Regions from separate parts of the Sus scrofa genome. Here regions 1 and 2 are each linked to region 3. The links are chromatin contacts, called in public HiChIP or PLAC-seq maps. All regions are on one chromosome and are shown on one strand. The core of a region is the stretch at or near the end of the contact, and the rest is flanking DNA. Distances in the headings are between cores, read along the strand shown. Region 1 holds the start of ARL6 (ADP-ribosylation factor-like protein 6). Region 2 holds the start of CRYBG3 (very large A-kinase anchor protein). Region 3 holds the start of RIOX2 (bifunctional lysine-specific demethylase and histidyl-hydroxylase MINA).

Evidence for each region. HiChIP or PLAC-seq counts read pairs in DNA pulled down with a chosen protein or histone mark.
Region 1: an H3K27ac HiChIP or PLAC-seq map of alveolar macrophages shows a contact between it and region 3. The contact joins the promoter of ARL6 here to the promoter of RIOX2 in region 3. A contact is called at or near these places in 2 of 5 promoter capture datasets (fetal liver and liver) and 2 of 2 datasets of contacts at active chromatin or transcription factors (alveolar macrophages and skeletal muscle).
Region 2: an H3K27ac HiChIP or PLAC-seq map of skeletal muscle shows a contact between it and region 3. The contact joins the promoter of CRYBG3 here to the promoter of RIOX2 in region 3. A contact is called at or near these places in 1 of 5 promoter capture datasets (liver), 12 of 47 Hi-C or Micro-C datasets (adipose tissue, embryonic fibroblasts, epiblast stem cells and 7 more) and 2 of 2 datasets of contacts at active chromatin or transcription factors (alveolar macrophages and skeletal muscle).

Annotation. Positions count from the first base shown.
Region 1 is chr13:162,555,031-162,558,104 of Sscrofa11.1, forward strand. ARL6 (ADP-ribosylation factor-like protein 6) reads right to left here and starts at 1,645. Exons shown (of 9, transcript XM_021070700.1): 1 at 822-1,645.
Region 2 is chr13:162,476,920-162,480,136 of Sscrofa11.1, forward strand. It overlaps CRYBG3 (very large A-kinase anchor protein), which reads right to left and starts at 1,852. Exons shown (of 22, transcript XM_021070691.1): 1 at 1,509-1,852. The coding sequence starts at 1,657.
Region 3 is chr13:162,328,905-162,332,164 of Sscrofa11.1, forward strand. It overlaps RIOX2 (bifunctional lysine-specific demethylase and histidyl-hydroxylase MINA), which reads left to right and starts at 1,637. Exons shown (of 8, transcript XM_021070695.1): 1 at 1,637-1,734.

The sequences.
Region 1 (3,074 bases), core at 395-2,894, 230 kb after region 3:
GAAGGAAATAAAAAACAACGGTTTAAGTCACTCAACATTCATTTACCATGTCCTAAGTGCATAGGAGGAGATACAACTCAAGTTTCATGTAGCTCCCTATTCCTACAACCAAGGATTCTCAACCCTGGCTGCACAGTGGAATCAGCTAATTGGATTAGTATTTCTGAAGATGTTATCAGGGCATCTGTATTTAAAAAAGCTACACAGTGTAGCTATACAGTCACTATTGAGAACTTTTAGAATAAAGTATAAACTTTCACGCATAGCTTTTAAAGCTGTTCACATTTTGACTCCAATCTATCTTTCCAGTTTATCTTGTTTTCCTCTTTCCGCACACCAGCCAAATTCTCTTGGCTGTTATCTGAGAAAACAACTTTCTAAATGATTTGTTTTAATTGTTGCCAGAAAAGTCCTCAATAATCAGGATGTTATCCACAGTTAAGAGGTCGGAAGGCACGCTACAGAGAGAGAGGTCGAGCAAAGAAAACACCCCCAATGGTATTTTGTAAACTTTAAAAATGTTTCTAGAGTGAATTATAGCACTCTAACTACTCCAAACAAACGTTTTTATTCAGTTTTCAGTTTTTGATGGAATTTCAATTACTCCACACACCAAATAAAAAGGCCCATCTGATCAAAAAAAATTCACCCAAAGCAATTCAATGAGTTTTCTGGGGGCCCTAGCCCACTTCTTTTTTTACTTCTCACACATTAGAAACAACTACACGGAGTGAAAAACATGGGAAAAAGCAATTCTAAAATTGGCGGCTGGGACTGTGGGTTGGCACTGCACACAACTGGCGGGGACGGGTGGGAGATACCTGGTCTTGGAGGTTAGTTCTGCAGGCCCCGGAGCCGCAGAAGAACAGGAATGGACGCACACGCTCGTATCCGTCTCTGGGATGGAAATTCGGTGCGGACGTCCCTCAGCCCTCCTCTCTAAGCCTCCATAGGAAGAAGGATCACTCGTCTTGAGGAAAGCCGCCTCCACAAGTTGGGTGAAGAGGTTGCTGCTGCTACAATCCAAACATCAGTGGCTGGGCAGGCGCTTGGGTGCGCGACGTTCCCCTGGCAACGGAAGGTTCTTCCGGTCCGGAGCCACGCCTCCTCAGAGGTTTTAGCGCGTCAAGCCGCCTTGCTCTGATTGTGGGATTGAAAAGCTCCCCAAGATGCTTGAGGCACAGCGAGAAGTATTAAAGAAACGTGAGCAGGGTGACGGGGTAAACTGCCGGCTTCCAGCAAATAGCCGTGCAATCCCTCATGGAGCATGATGGGAGTTGTAGGCGCGCGCACAGCCTGCTGGGAAGTGTTTGGCGTGAAATTTTGCTGCGGGGCGTTTCTCGCCGCCTGGGTTTCCCTGCCTTCTAGGGCCTGCACACAGAGACCTGCGCTCACTGTGGCGCCTCGAGCACTGAGAAGCCTGAGTCGACGTCGGGCACGTGCTCGGCATTGTGGCAACCACTGCAGGACCCGACTGCGCGCTCCAGGGCGACCTGTGCGCACGGGCTGCCTGGTTGTGCGTCGCGTCTGCCTTCCAGGCTCTAAGACCTCAGGCTGGAGCCCTTCAGAAGCAAAACCGTTAATGTTGGTAGGGAGAGGAGGTAAACTCAGGCATTATTCGGCAGAGGAAGTATGCCTGTAACCAGGCTTCTTAGCCGTCTGATCTCCTGAAGAGATTTCCTCGGGGCATAATCTTCCTTGATTAGATTGCAGTCCCCAGAATCCAATTGGCGGGTGGTCAGGAGAGGAATCAACTCTGAATGCTTCAAGTTAGCAACTTTCTTAAATTGTTCCGGGGTTTTACAGTATTGGTAAACGATTATTTACTTTGTTAGCTATGAGTGTGAGATTATATCCCCCCTCCAACTACCCAGGTGTTGTGTTTACTACCCTACCCATTGGGTCTGTTAATTGTTATGGCCTATTAAATGGATTGGGAAAGCTGAAAAAAAAAAAGAGACTAGAAGGAATTATATAAAAGTAATCATGGGGGGAAATTTGCATGATCATGGGGTGCTTTTTCTTTTATTCTTCAAACTTGAAGATGTAGGTTCTTTTATTTTTTTTATTTATTTTTCTTCTTTGGCCGCCCCAGAGCATATATAGTTCCCAGGCCAGGTTAAGATCCCAGCCACAGTTGGCGCCTAAACCACATGTTCAGCAACACTGGATCCCTAATCTGTGCCAGGCCAGGGATGGAACCTGCGTCCCAGTGCTCCCAAGACGCGGATAACTTTGTGCCACAGTGGGAACTTCTGGGTTCTTTTATTTATATAACGAAAAAAAAAAGAAGCTTTAAAATGGTATTTAATTTTATGAGGGTTACTTAAGTTACAAGGAAAGATATAAGGAAAGTTTCAAGTACTTTATTACCAGTTTAAATTTCATATTCTCATTTGAAACTGTAGTAGAAGAATTATAAAGAGAGAAGAGAGATATGATGAATACAGCACTATTCTGATTAATTCAGGATACTTTTAATTATTTTCTTACCAGCAACTTTTAAAAAAATATAGAAAATCCATGATTTGTAATTGATTGGAAGTTTTTGGAGTGCATGTTGATAGTCAAAAGCTATTTGAACAGTTGTACATTATGTGTATTTTTTTGGTCATCTGCAATTTGTGCACAATATTACCTTATTCAGTGAACAAGTGAATTTACTTTAATCTTAAAAAATATTTTGATGATGTAAAAATCGCTACAAAAATATATACTAATTATTTATATTTATGTGAATTTATGCCTCAACCCTAATGATACTAGTTTGAAAAATTACAGCTGTGAGGTTTTTTATTTCTTTTTAAGGTGGCACCTATGGCATATGAAGTTCCTGGGCTAGGAATCGAATTGGAACTGTTGTTGCAGGCCTGTGCCATAGCCATGGCAACACTGGATCCAAGCCGCATCTGTGACCTGGCCACATGTGACCCTTAACCCACACCCTCACAGAGACAATGTTGGATCATTAACCCGCTGAGCCACAGTGGGAACTGCATACAGCTATGATTTTGTCTCCAGAATTACTAATATATCCAAAGAGCATCTAGGTTTAATAGATTAAAATAAATTAT
Region 2 (3,217 bases), core at 602-3,101, 150 kb after region 3:
CACAGAAAAAAGATTAGATTTGAGAAGTGCCTAAAAGGCCAATATAGGGCAGGAAGGCAGGCAGGGTTTTAGGACAATTCTGATATGAACCCGAAATTGGCCTGACCATTCCCTTCTAACATTGACTCTAAGTTTCCAACTTTTGCTGAGTCTACTTGGAATTTCTTTTAAATACTGCTTCCATATTATCCAAGATTCACAGTGTAGTTAGTGATGGCAGGCACCACAGGCTGTCTACCCACACCAGCATTCTGACATTCTGGGTGAGCCCTGTCAGACTTCAAAACTATTTTTAACTACTGTGTAACTCTGAATTTTAAATTCTCTCTTAACAGGGCAATAATAGCAGATGCTTCCCAGGAGAAGTTTACCAATTATAACAGGAGCTTCCTTGGAAAGATGTGGCATTTTATTAACAGACGGTCAGAATGAAAATGCTTCACAAGCAGGGAAACTAAGGAATACATAAACGAACAGAATCAAATCATAAGACCTGAATGAATACCACTGGAATCAGCTCAGTCACAGTTATATATAGTTCTGTTTCCTATCCATTTTTCTTTGAACCCCTTGACTAAGTCTTTAACATCTGAAGTAAACATAGCTTCCTGGAGAGCGTCCTTCCAATCACATGAGTGATCTCCTAGTGCAATGGGAGGAAAGAGGGAGCTAAAGCCTCTCATCAAAAGTTTAAAACAGCGAGATGCGTATCACTTAATCTCTCTCCCTCCCTCAAGACAGATGAAAAGACTCCGGAACGGGTATTTTTATTAGATATGAGTTTTTAAAATTTCGATTTTACAGCAGCAGGTGGAGGAAGGAGAAAGACTGCAGAGAAGAAGCACGTTTTCACTACTGAAACTAAGACAGCTCGAGTCCTGGTTTCTGGAATCTGTCTGGGAACTTGAGACAGATGTTTCCGAAGAGATATGGGAAAGAAGGGTGGTATCATTTGAATGTCAGGCAGAGATAAACCTACCGAGGGGTTTAAATTTTGATGGAGTCTTGGGAACTCAACATCACCACTTAAAAATCATTTTGAGAAACTCTGAATAAGTTTGCAAAATACCAGCCGAGGAGATGGCGCTCCAAAGCGTTACATTTCCCACCCGAGTTGATTTCGGATCTCGCCCTCCTAAGCCCTGGCGGCCGGCTACGCTCACAACTGTTTCGCATTACCGCCGGCAGGACGCCGGGGGACTCGCTTTTGCCACAGAACTTGGAGAGCAGACGCGAGTGTGGGACGCGAATAGAATCACGTCCGGGGAGGGGTGGGGGGCAGGCAGAGGCTGGCCCTGGGCGCAGGTCGCGAACTTCACCCGGATTTAGCAAACCAAGATATGCGGCAAAGGAACTAGGCAAGGAAGACGAAACTTGGGCAATGGAGGAAGGAGAACAGAAAGTGGCGAGCGCAGCCTGGCCAAGAGCGGCCAGCTGTGGGCAGTAGGGCCAGGAGCCCCGTCCCGTGAGTCAACACAGGGCCACCGGACGCCCGCCGTAGCTCTCACCTGGCAGCGCCCCGGCCCGGCGCGGGCGGCTGGCTAGTCCCCGGCTTCTCCTCCTCTTCCTCTTCCTTGTCCCGGGAAGGGCTTCGGGGAGCGAAGAACCGGGAGAAGCTGTGCCAGGGGGCGCCGCCCCTTCTCCGGCCGCCGGACATCTCCCTGGCGCAGCAGTAGGTGCACTGGGAAAGCGCGAGGCGGTGTCCTGCGTCCGGATCCTGACCCGGCACCGCGGGACCCGGCTAGGGCAGGACCGATGCAGGGCCACTCAGTCCATCCCGAGCGGTAGAGGCGCGGGCGCGTTGCGCTCCCCGCGCGGCTCCTTCTCGCGCTGGGCGGCCGCCCCTCCTCCCGCCCTGGCCTAGCCCGCCCGCCCGCCCCCCTGGGAGGAGCCAGAGGCCGCGGTCCCGCCCCAGCCCAGCCCCGCCAGGCTTCCTCGCTGCCAGCCGGATCCCTGCTCTAAGCGCGCTCCTGAGACCCGAGCGGAACGCGTAACCCCGCGACGCCGGGCTTTACTCTCAAACCAGTTCAGGCTGCCAGACTGTCTTTGCACTCAGTTTTCGCTTTCTATTAACGATTTGTTTTTCTATCATTCAATCAGTGCATGGAACTTTTGAAAGAAGTTCAGGAGCTAAAGTTTGTGAACACACCTGGTAAACTTCAGTACCAGAGTGCCCTGGGCTAACATTCAGCTAACGAACAGCTATTCCCTAAAACAATTTCCACCAGGTTGCAAAAGATGAGGTTACCCACGGCTGAGTCTCAGAAGCAGGGGGCGCCTAGGTGCCTGTCTAGGTCTGTCAACAACTTGCTTCTTGTTTCGCTGGTTTACTACGTGTGGAGAAACTTATCCTAACACAGACATGCTTTATATTTCTCACACTCCGTGTTACATTCTACATGGCTAACCCTATTGCAGAAGACAACGCTGATCATAACTAGCAGGTACCTACTTTATAGCGCAGGGAACTATACTCAATATTTTGTAATAATTTATAAGGGAAAATAATCTAAAGAAGAATTCAGATGAATCACTTTGCTGTACACCTGAAACTAACACATTGTGAATCAAATATACTTCAATAAAAACCCAAACAAAACAAAAATTAAAAAATTAAAGGATTAGGGAGTTCCTGTTGTGGCTCAGTGGAAATGAATCCAACTAATATCCATGAGGATACAGTTTCAATCCCTGGCCTCGCTCAGAGAGTTAAGGATCCACCTTTGCTATGAGTTGTGGTGTAGGTCGCAGACACAGCTTGGATCCTTGCTTGGATGCGGTGTTGCTGCGGCTGTGGGGTAGGCCAGCAGATACAGCTCCGATTTGACTCCTAGCCAGAGAACTTCCATATGCTGCAGGTGTGGCCCTAAAAAGCAAAAATAAATAAATAAACAAATAAATAAATAATAAATAAAAATCCAGTCATACAGGTATGATTCAAACTTGTAAATGCTGAAACAAATATTCTGTAGTCATTAAACAGACATCACCAAAATCTGGAAACCAAAAGGTCATTAAGATTTGCTTTTAAGTATGTCTAAATACAGTAGTTTGAATGTTCTTCAATTTTTTAAAAATTACATACAAAAAGCTGTACGTAACATATGAAACTTGATGAGTGTGACAATAAATATACATGAAACCATCATCACAATCAATGCCCTAAAACCATCCAGCATCTCTATGTCTCCTCCAACCTTCTATTATTATTATTATT
Region 3 (3,260 bases), core at 387-2,886:
AACTCCTCTGAAAAGATCTTTTAACAATGCAACCCAAAGCGTTCTTATTTTTTAAGAATCAGGGACACATTTTTTCAGGGTTTATGTTCAAGACAAGAAAAGGAGAATTCTCTCCTCTCTCCTATCATTTTAGCATCCTGATCCCAGGATCCACGGGCAGATTCCTAGTCTATTGATTCAGAAATCTGGGAGATCCTGGAAGCTCCTGGAAGCTCTTCAAGGACAGAGCTGTTAAGTAACTTGGTAACCAAGGCTGTTGTAATCAAAGGTATTGCAGAATCATAACCCTAGCCCTCCCTTGAGTAGAAACCAACCAAGATTGTGGAAGATTTGACTTCCAGGAGACTTTAAGCATCATCATAACACTGAAATTCATTAGCATGCGAAATGACACACCCTCCAGCATGGTGACAGTTGACAATTGCCATGACAACAACCAGAAAAGCCCTTGCAAGGAGGACTGAAAAGGAGAGTTGCATCAGTTCCAGGTCCAAGCCACACCTCTATTCTGGTATAAGTCATGAATATTCCTCCCATTCTTTCCAATTCCTCTTTTACTCTGACCCTCCCCCAATACATTCGGTATTGCCAGCTGGGTTGGGAAGTTGATTTTTGAACTAGGTTCCAAGTTCTCCATTCTTTGGCTACTGAATAAAGTTTGTGCTCTTCCAGTCACAGCATGGGTTTGGTTGCTCCTGGCAAATCTGATAGAAAAAGAACCTCTTTGGCTGAGACAGCAACCTTGTGGGACTGGGACCCTGGCATGGTATGGGTCCCAGTCCAAAAATTTGTTAACACTGACTCAGTTTCATCAACAGTAAAGTGGAGGATGTGGCGAGGCTGAAGTGAGGAGTCTATGAAACACCTAGTATGGTGCCTGACAAGCAGAAGAACTCTATTCAAGGCTTGCTATTATTGTTAGTTTGGACAAGTGTTAGATAGAGGTGTACTTTTTCCCCATTTGCTTCTGTGTCACTTCACTATCAGAAACAGCTCCTGGTCTCAATCATCTTAGAATGAAATAAAACTTCCGTTGTATCCTCTTTGGCTGTCTACAGAGCAAAGACAGGAACAAGCCAGGGCACATGTCAGGAACTGATCCCCTGACCACTCGTTCCCTCTTCTCCATCCCAAAATCCTAATAATGAGTCCAAAGGAAACAATGCTGGGCCAAAATTACTCAAACAATTGCATGTGTTCTTCGCTTTTACCGCCAGTCACAAGAATTTCCGGTATCCTTTTAATTCAGAATTAATTCTTTCTCAGGGAGCAATATGACATAAATTAGAATTGATTTAGTACCAAACAGCACAGCATAGCAGAGAGAGCCCCAAGGAGAGCCGTGGAGAACCTGGATCTCTAGATCGGTAAACTTGGGTAGCTCGCTTTCCCTCTGCCGTCCTCAGATTCTCCATTCATTAAAAGAACAGGGTTGTACTAGGGCATGTCCTCAAATCCTGAGTCTCACCCAGCTCCAACTAAAAAAAAAAACCCAACAACATCAACAGAAAAAAACGAATTTATTTCCTTGAATACCGAAAAAATGAAAAGAGCAATCGTGAACCCAAATACCCTTGGCCTCTAAGCGCCGGAAGCACCCCCACCAACGGGCGGCGCTGCAGGGAGGTGGCGAGGAGCAGGAGGGGCCGCCCGGAGCGTGCGCACGCCGCTCCGCCCCGCCCCCAGCCCACGCCGCCTGTCCTGTTTGCGGCGGCTCGCAGCAGGCCGAGCCTGGTGAGTGGAGCAGTACGCTCTCGCAGTCCCGCGCCGCCACTGTGTAGGGTTGTGCTCTTCAGGCGCCCAGGCGCGAGTGTGGGTGGAGCAAGTTTGGGGTGAGGGAGGACTGCAGGGCCGGTCCCCGAGCTGCGGCCGTAAGCTTCGGTGCCGCCGGGCCCTGGCCGGCCGGCGCTGGCTATTGCTGCTGCTGGGATGGGAGCCAGGGTTGGGAATGGCCTGGCTACTGAGGGTAGCCACGTGCTCGGATGGTGGGCTCAAGGCGAGATGAGCACCGGGAAAGTTTGGAGGTTTGGCGGGGAGAGTGATGCCTGACTTAGCCCCGACGCAGCAGGCTACCTCTTAGTGCGGCAGCCACGTGGGCTGTGTTTCCGGCGGTAGTTTGGGCCTAAGAGACTGGCTTTATTGCAGGGACACCTGAAGTGCGGGCAGGGAGAACTGTGTCTCTCTCGCTCAACCCTTACTTTAAAATGACAGCGTACCCTTTCCATTCATTTTTCACCCGATATTTCTAGAAGGGCTGCCGAACAATTGGGTCGTCCATCAGTTTAATAAGGCTAGGTTGTTCTCTGTGTTTTCAGAACTATGGGCCAGGGAATCGCAAGCTCAATTACTCCCCAATCAGCTGTAAATTCCGTGCAAGGATTTTACTTTCACTGGGCTCATCTTTAAGAACCTAATTTATCCAGCTTCTTCCAACATCGCTTGATAGTTTCGCCTCTCTCCCCGCCTTTGTAGCCTCGTAGTTACCTTAATGAGGTACAATGCATTCTTTCTAAAATAGAACTAGGGAGATGAGTGCAATCACAGCTTTAGGTCAACAGGAGAACCTCTTTTCCCTTTCTCAGTTGGTAAACATTAACGTGGGCTCCAAAGAAATGTTTTATGTCAGCGTAGGCAAGCTTGTTACAGGCTGTGTATCATTTCTCTCAGTTTGTGTGAGTGTGCTTAACTGAGCTGAGTTTGCTTAGTGTCTTCTCTGATTCCAGTGGAGAGCTATTTTACTTTTCTTTCTTGCTTGCTTTCCTTCTTTCTTTCATCTTTCCGTCCCCAGTCTCCCTCCCTTCCTTTTTCCCTCCCTCTGCTTCCTCCCTTCCCTCCCTTCCCCCCTTCCCCCTCCCTTTCCCCCTCCCTTTCCCCCCTCCCTTCCTTCTCTTTACTGTGTTACTGCAGATTTCTGGGCCCCAGCTATCAGAAATGCTAATTTAGAGGGCTTGATTTGGGGCACAGAAATTTGCATGCTGACAAGCTGTTGATAACTTGACTATGTTCTAAAACGCAGCTCTGGAGGTTATAAAGACTCACCTCCCTCCCCTTGTTGGTAATGGTGACTGATGGGTAAGGTGCCTTTCAGCTCTGACAGTACTGTTGAGTACCCTAGCTACAGCTGCTATCAGAAGAATAATACCCAAGGAACAAACCGTCTGTTTTCCCCCAACTTTGTTTTGTGTAAGGCTTTTGAGAATTTTCTTTAAAATTGTATACAAAAGATGAAAACGGAAAAAAAAATGCATTCAAAAAGTTCA